Regions from separate parts of the Zea mays genome. Here region 1 is linked to region 2. Evidence: chromatin contacts called from public Hi-C data. All regions are on one chromosome and are shown on one strand. The core of a region is the stretch at or near the end of the contact, and the rest is flanking DNA. Distances in the headings are between cores, read along the strand shown.

The links. A called contact is a pair of places that touch in the nucleus more often than the background predicts.
Region 1: a contact with region 2 is called in a Hi-C map of endosperm, with 2.1 times the contacts expected there. The contact joins the promoter of LOC100275046 here to the enhancer-like site in region 2. A contact is called at or near these places in 2 of 25 Hi-C or Micro-C datasets (endosperm and leaf).

What each region holds. Positions count from the first base shown.
Region 1 is chr2:4,388,833-4,392,384 of Zm-B73-REFERENCE-NAM-5.0, reverse strand. It overlaps LOC100275046, which reads right to left and starts at 2,048. Exons shown (of 2, transcript NM_001159434.2): 1 at 1,847-2,048. The coding sequence starts at 1,937. LOC103645817 (ribulose bisphosphate carboxylase/oxygenase activase 2, chloroplastic) reads right to left here. Exons shown (of 12, transcript NM_001364552.1): 11 at 3,386-3,478; 12 at 2,848-3,149. The coding sequence ends at 3,045.
Region 2 is chr2:4,149,127-4,152,699 of Zm-B73-REFERENCE-NAM-5.0, reverse strand. No RefSeq gene overlaps it. Among protein-coding and RNA genes, the nearest start is that of LOC100285244, 12 kb to the right of the region's middle. Within about 2 kb of position 1,714, at least 2 of the 20 cell types and tissues checked have an H3K27ac peak or open chromatin away from gene starts, as enhancers often do. A contact at or near this core is called in endosperm, where this site is marked.

The sequences.
Region 1 (3,552 bases), core at 799-3,298, 240 kb before region 2:
GATGCTAGTGTGTTGCTACAGCATGCCACGGCGGCATCGCTTCTTCGTCACTGCATGCAGGCCCAGGAGCAGCCGGTTGTCACCTGGCAAATGATGGCCATGCATGTGTCTGTGTGTTTTTGCTAATTTCCTATAGTTTTCCTACTGTAGATGATGCATGCACGGCTCTATATTTACTTGAGTTCCTAGATGTCGATATCTACCAAGAGTGACGTGTGGCGATATATGTAGACCTGGTATAGGTTCCGGCTGGCTGCGCGCGGACACAACGAGCATTATTATGGCTTTCAATTCCGCTATATATACTACTACCATATGTGATGACTGATGAGGGCAGTTACCAACTTAGGCCTTGTTTGGATACTATTAATTGTATTCACATCAATACACGTGTATTGGATTGAAGTGTAAGCTTAAACTAATTTATTTATGTTATAATCCACTTAGATTAAAATGAATCCGAGTATCCAAACAAGTCTTTATGGATTAAAATGAATACACTTAGTCTTTGTTCGGTTATTCTTGTACCATATAGTTTGAATAAGATTAGAAAAAAATAAAAAAGATTTTTTTTGCCTTACTCAAGATTTAAACCTACTCAATCCCAGGTATCCATATGGATTGAGATCAAACCAAACATGTCCTTACCATGCGACGTATAGTTTCTATGTCTAATAATTCTAAAAACCATGTTATAATTAAAAACAATATTTTCAATGAATAGTCTTTCCGGAGTACATCTCATTTAAAGTATCATTATTTCCATTGGATATATAGATGTGTGTGTATGCGCGTATAGTAATTTCTATAATACGTAAATGATAATAGTAGGTGTATGTATATATGGATATAGCTGTGTGTGCATGCGGCTTGCGTGCGTGTAATAAAATACAAGTAAAAACTCCCTCAAAGTTTGACTCTAGCAAGGGTACAAACAATTAAAACATGCATGCATCCTGCACGCACGCACTCGCCGACAGACCAGCCGAGTTGGAGACACCGCAACCGCATGCACCTCACATCCAGCCACGTGCCGCACGATCGAAACAAAAAAACATCCTATCCTACTACTGCAATAGTAGTACGTACGGAGTACTCTGTACTCCTCCTACTTGGTGCACGCGGAAACAAGAAGAAAAAAAAAGCAAAGCTGCAAACTTCCATGCATGCGTTGTGCGGTGTCCAAGCCACACTGACCGCTGCTCACGCCATGAGAGCTCGCGCTGCTTTGTCCTCTTGCACGGGAGCAAAACGACACGGCCACGCATGACTCATCGATGTGCATGCATGTGAGTGCGGTGCGCGCGCGCATGATGATCGCCGTCAGCTCGTCACCCCGCTAATACAATACAAACCGCACGCGCGACACGTGTTTGGTCTGACGACGGCCAGAGAAGAAGCAAACTAGCTTGGTGGCGACCTGGCTAGAACTGAACAGATAACCGATCACAATGTTTTCATTTACACATTGATTGCAACAAGGTTAGTCTAGATTAAGTACTGAAACGATGCGTTCAGCGGCTCTAATCTAAAACGAGGCTAGAGACCGATCGGACGGGATCTATACATATATTCATATTGTGAGGAATTGTTCAGGATCACGGACTGATGACTGACTGTTCGCCATGCAGACAAAAGAAATCGATCAGTATAAACCAATCAAGGCAGGCAGGCAGGCAGGCATGCAGTTGGAGAGACTACAACATTCACAGTTTCACACACACAAGAACAACAAGAAGAAGCAGCAGCTTTAATTATTTGGATGCTGGTGTTTTGATGAATGAATGAGTGAGTGAGGAATGGACGGATAATAGTACAAACAGCGGCGGCGATCATGATATATTACCTTCTTTCTTATGTCGCGTCGTCAGCCGGGCGGCGGCGGCGATCCACGCGCGCTTCACCGGCACCACCACCGCCTTCTGCCACCACTCCATCGACACCGCCGCGGCCGTCAGTGCCCTTTGCCAGACAGACAGACAGAGAGAGAGAGAGAAGAGAGACAGGAGAGATGGAAGAAAGAAGGAGCAGGAGAGAATCAATCACATGGACTGTGAACAGAAGCGGCGAGCTTAAGTAGTAGTAGTACAACAAAGAAAGGAAGGAAGAAAGGGGGAGGAGACGCCGCCGCCGCCTGCTGCCAGTGCCACCTAACCCCTGTTGGATACCCTACACGTTGCCTCGGGCCCTGCGCCAGGCGCCCATTCCTAATACGCTCCCCCCTCCCTCGGCCATGCATGCATGCTCACCGTCTCTGCCACGCAAATAAATCATCAAAAAAGCTAATTAAGCAAGCAATCCCGCGTGGAGGATAAACTAGCTAGCCGTCGTGTATCTGTTGGATTGGTTTCCCACAAGCAAAGCAAAGCGAAGCAAAGCTTTATTAACTGGTATCAAGGTCTCTCTCACGCATATCACCTTCTCTTCTCACCAGATTATTTACTAGTACTAGTTTAGTTTCCATGTGTAGTACGTCTGATCTGGGTCGAATAGATGAAAGGGTAGTGTACCACCAGATCCTTTCATGCCATTGCCAAGGAGAGCTGAGAATCCCCTAGATCACGCATCCCCGGCCCAGATGTGGCAACAAATTAAGTCAGGTATAGGATTTCTGCAGATTTCTTGTTCCAGTACTATTGACTATCGCGATGTGAACCTGCACAAGCGCAAGGCCGTGGCAGCATGGCATGTCGAGAAATAATCAGCGATCTTGCAGGTATAAACTGTGTGTCAGAAGGAGGACTGATGAGGCTCTTTGGACGCTTCCGCTCGCTCCACATACATACATACATGGGCCACTCCGTGGCACAGCTCACAAGTCTTTCGAGTCAACCCAAAGACTTTTTGGCAATGCACGATGAGAGTAATTAAGGACAATGACGATATGCGTTCCTTTCAGCAGTTCATATCTGAACCCACCACGATTTCTGGGACAATCGAAGCATCGATTCGACTCCGGTGGTTGGATGTTGGAACAAATTGGATGGTGTATTATTGCTCCAAATAAACTGAAAACAAGAAGTTACCCCTTCTCGTGTATCAAACTATTCTAAGTTCTTCATATACTCTTTTGAAAGCTTGGAGCTCATTATTAGTTCCTGCTCCTTCACCAGCGAGTACCCTGACTCAATCAATGCTTCCAGTGTTGGCTGGTCGAGGGAGAAACATGACATCAAGACGGGCGAAGGAATTAGCAGCAGTCTAATCTGTGCAACTCATCTACTCCCTCCAGTCAGAAGAGCACGACCGATTCAGACGCGAGACATGCTGCTGGCCAGCTTGTTTCCTGAATGTCTGTCTGAACGTCTTGCTGTCCTCACTGGAGGTAGTAGGCGGCTAGTCTATATGCAGAGACCGACGACTGTGTTGCTTTAGTATCGAATACCTTTGGGGGTATAAACGTTGGAAGCTCCTCGCCTTTCTTTCGCTTAAGAAGCTTCTCATTTAGCTGTTCATGCCCACCGATTTCTTCGACCCACTGCAGTGCAAGGGAAACGGTGATATGTGACGTAGGCTATCTCTGAATATGAACGGCATTTTTGGAAGTTGCAG
Region 2 (3,573 bases), core at 465-2,964:
GCATCGAATCTGGGAGAGAGAGAGGACGCGGCTATGGCGACGGCGATGGCGACGGCGGTGGTAGTAGTGGTGGTCTACGTACGTACGTATCGGATCGTCTAGACGTCTAGAGAGAGAGAGGACAGGACAGAAGGAGGCGAAGTGGTGGGTGGTGGGGCCGGGCGTTGCAAACCACCACATGAGCGCACATGGGGGGTGCCTGGCCCACCTCCGCCCGCCCGGCAGGCAGCGGATGCATGGATTGATTGCCTTGCCCGCCGAGGCTTCATTCCACGCGCAACGGCAGCATGCCTGCCGGTGGTGCATTTTCTCTCTCTCTCTTTCTCTCTAGCCGGCTAGCCGCTCCGCCCCAACACGAATTGATACCGCTAGTACGTTAGTATATGCCTTTTCAGTTTCCTTGAAATGAAAAAGGTTTACATTGAATTAAACCTATAAAAAATCTAAGGGTTACTATTATATATATCGATAGGTATCGCTAAACTGGCCATGAAATATATTTTTCTCCCTACGCCATACTACTTATCAAAGATGTAAGCATGGATACTGTTTTATTAAACTTAGTCAAATGAAATTTGACTTGGTCAGAGCGCAGAGCTGCATATTTGTTTGGTGGCCTACTTGTACCTGCACATAAAAGATGATCGGTCATACTGGCATGAATAATAATAATAGTAGTAGCTAATAACAATCCTGGTGGTGAATGGTGATCCAAGAAGGCACGGCGCCGCGCCGCCGCTCGTAGTCACGAACCCCGACCGCTCCTTCTCCAGTGGCGACGGCGAGCCGGCCGGCGAGCGGGAAAAGGATGGATGAATATGATCCGCGCAAGCTAATAATTAAGTGCCCGTTAGTTCCAGTCGATTCGACGCTGACCCGTGACAAAATAAATTCTAAAAAGTCTTGCGCGGGCACCGTATCAGTAATCAGAGTATGCGGACGACGTGCATATATATATAGATAAGATAATCTTCTCGTTTTTTTCTTCTTCTTCCATTTACGCATCACGATCAGGGAGAGGTCAGTTACTGGCTACTAGCTTAGCTAGGGTCGTCGTTGCTATACGCTCGCGCTAGCTGTAGCAGCTGGGAGTGATAGCTGCTGCTGCTGCTAGTGCATGCTTACCTATAGCCTGCTGCCTAAACGACGCATTATTATTTTCGTTTGGTCCAACGTCTAAACCAGTGCCGTCGGCCTCATGCACGCACACACGGGACGCCGGACGGGACGGGAGAGAGGTGCGACGACGACGACGACGACGACGACGACGGCCGGGCGAAAGGAGAATCCGATCCGACTGGTAGGGCGTGCTAATCACTCGCGTGCACATCACACACACGATCGGCGAACACGGCGGACCGGGAGAGAAAGCATGCACGCATGCATGCAGTCGGATGCGGCGTTAAGGTATGCAAGGAACACGTATGTCTCTGTGGCCGATCGAGAGGCCTGCAACTTTTCGCGCGCGTCCCTTCTGTTACCTGCCTTTGCTAGCTCTTGCTAATAAATCCGAGCTAGAGGGAGTGGTTATGTGATAATGCACTCGTAACCGAACGCTTACACGATTTGTCCGGTGCCAATAATGATGCTTAATTAACAGATGACATGAACTACTGCCCAACCGCTAATGACCCGGTGTCCATATATGGCCCATGCCTGCATGGATCATGTTCTTGGAGCTGTCGGGGCATGCAAACCCGCAATGACTATATTGTGCAGTGCCTGTTTCTGTCCAAATTAAACGTTTGTCCAGATCACACGTACAGCAGCCACGTACTATATGTATATCTATATCACAATTCTCCTCGACATATATTCCTTTTCTCGTGATGGGTAATATTTATATATGTGCGCTCATATTTGTATCGATATATATACCTAATCTCTATATCTACATATACATGCTTAGAGGAGCGTCAGACTCATACCACGTGATTGGTTGCAAAATTTGTGATTGGTTAGATGTAGAGGATGACGGCAGGCATACTCCCACGGACACAAACAACATAACCTTTGTTTAGCTCGCTCATCTGCATGTGAATTGAAGTAGAGCGTCAAACCATATGGTCTCAATGTCCACGCATAGAGAATAGTCAGACCGATCACGTGCAGAGGTGTACAACTATTAGAGATAGAGTTCGCAATAATCACTATAAAGGTTCCTGAGAGAAAAATGGGACGTTGAACCATACGCTATAGATCAGAGGCATGCCCAACGGTCACCAGTGACTAGTGCTGATATAGTGTCCATTCGGAGGCATCAAACTCTGACGCATTATATTGGTTCGGCCATAAGCTATAGATCAGAGGCATGCACAACGGTCACCAGTGACTAGTGCTGATATAGTGTCTATTCGGAGGCATCAAACTCTGACGCATTATATTGGTTCGGCCATAAGCTATAGATCAGAGGCATGCCCAACGGTCACCAGTGACTAGTGCTGATATAGTGTCCATTCGGAGTCATCAAACTCTGACGCATTATATTGGTTCGGCGACCAAGCGTCATATGGTTTGATGGTGCATAGAGAGATGGTTGTTTGGGATGCAACGGCTACATATCTCCATATGGGGCTATGATCCTAATGGGCTATTTAAGTAGTATGGGAGGTAAGGAACATATAAGGGGCGATATTCTTATTCATCTCACACATGTGGAGATCATCTACAGGTAACTAACCCACCCAATTAAATCTGTTGAACCATCCCTGCACGCTAGCCCACCCAACCGATTTTCCGCGCAACGCTCGTGTGTCCCGCTCGGCCACGCCCCCGCCACTCACACGTCGCGCTCGACCACCGTATAATTAGCCAACTCTGCTCCGATCTCCGATCTGATGTAACCCACCGCCGCGCCGACCCCACACCACCCAACGTCCACAGATCTTCATTGTCGCGCCTCCACTCAACACCGCCGCAACAACCGCCTCTCATCCTCAATTCATCACTTTGAGTCGCTAAATGTTTATTCCTGAATGGTTGAAGTAAACCTTAAATTTCTGAATGTTTCTTCCTTATAAAATTTTAAAATTGATGAAAGGTTGAAGTAAACCTAGAATATCTAAATAGTTGTTTATGTTGTATGTTGAAACCTTAAATGACTGAAGTATATTTTGAATGGTCGAACTAAACTTTAAATGGCTAAAGTAAATTAAACCTTGAATGGTTAAATAATTGTTGTTGTGCACTACAGGGCAACGGACGGATCAGCCCCGTTAAACACGTGTGGGATCGTTTTAACTCCTGGTCAGATGGTGCAGTTGCCGATTGGTTCCCTAGTCCGGTTAATTTCCTGATGTTACTTCTCTGGTGGGCTAGTCCGATTAGTCCTTTTAATCAAGTGATGGACCCTAGGTGATAAATATCGTTTTTGTGTATAAAACAATGGACATTTAAATGATTTCACTTAGTATAAACTATATCTTTTGGGATGAATTGATGCCAAATGCAAATAGCAGATCAGCTATAAAAAAGTATTCACAAGTTTTTTAGATTTGAAAAATAAAAAGAATCTGAAAATTGTAAACAACTTTCAATTAAGATATATATCCAAGAACATCAACATCTAGTTTG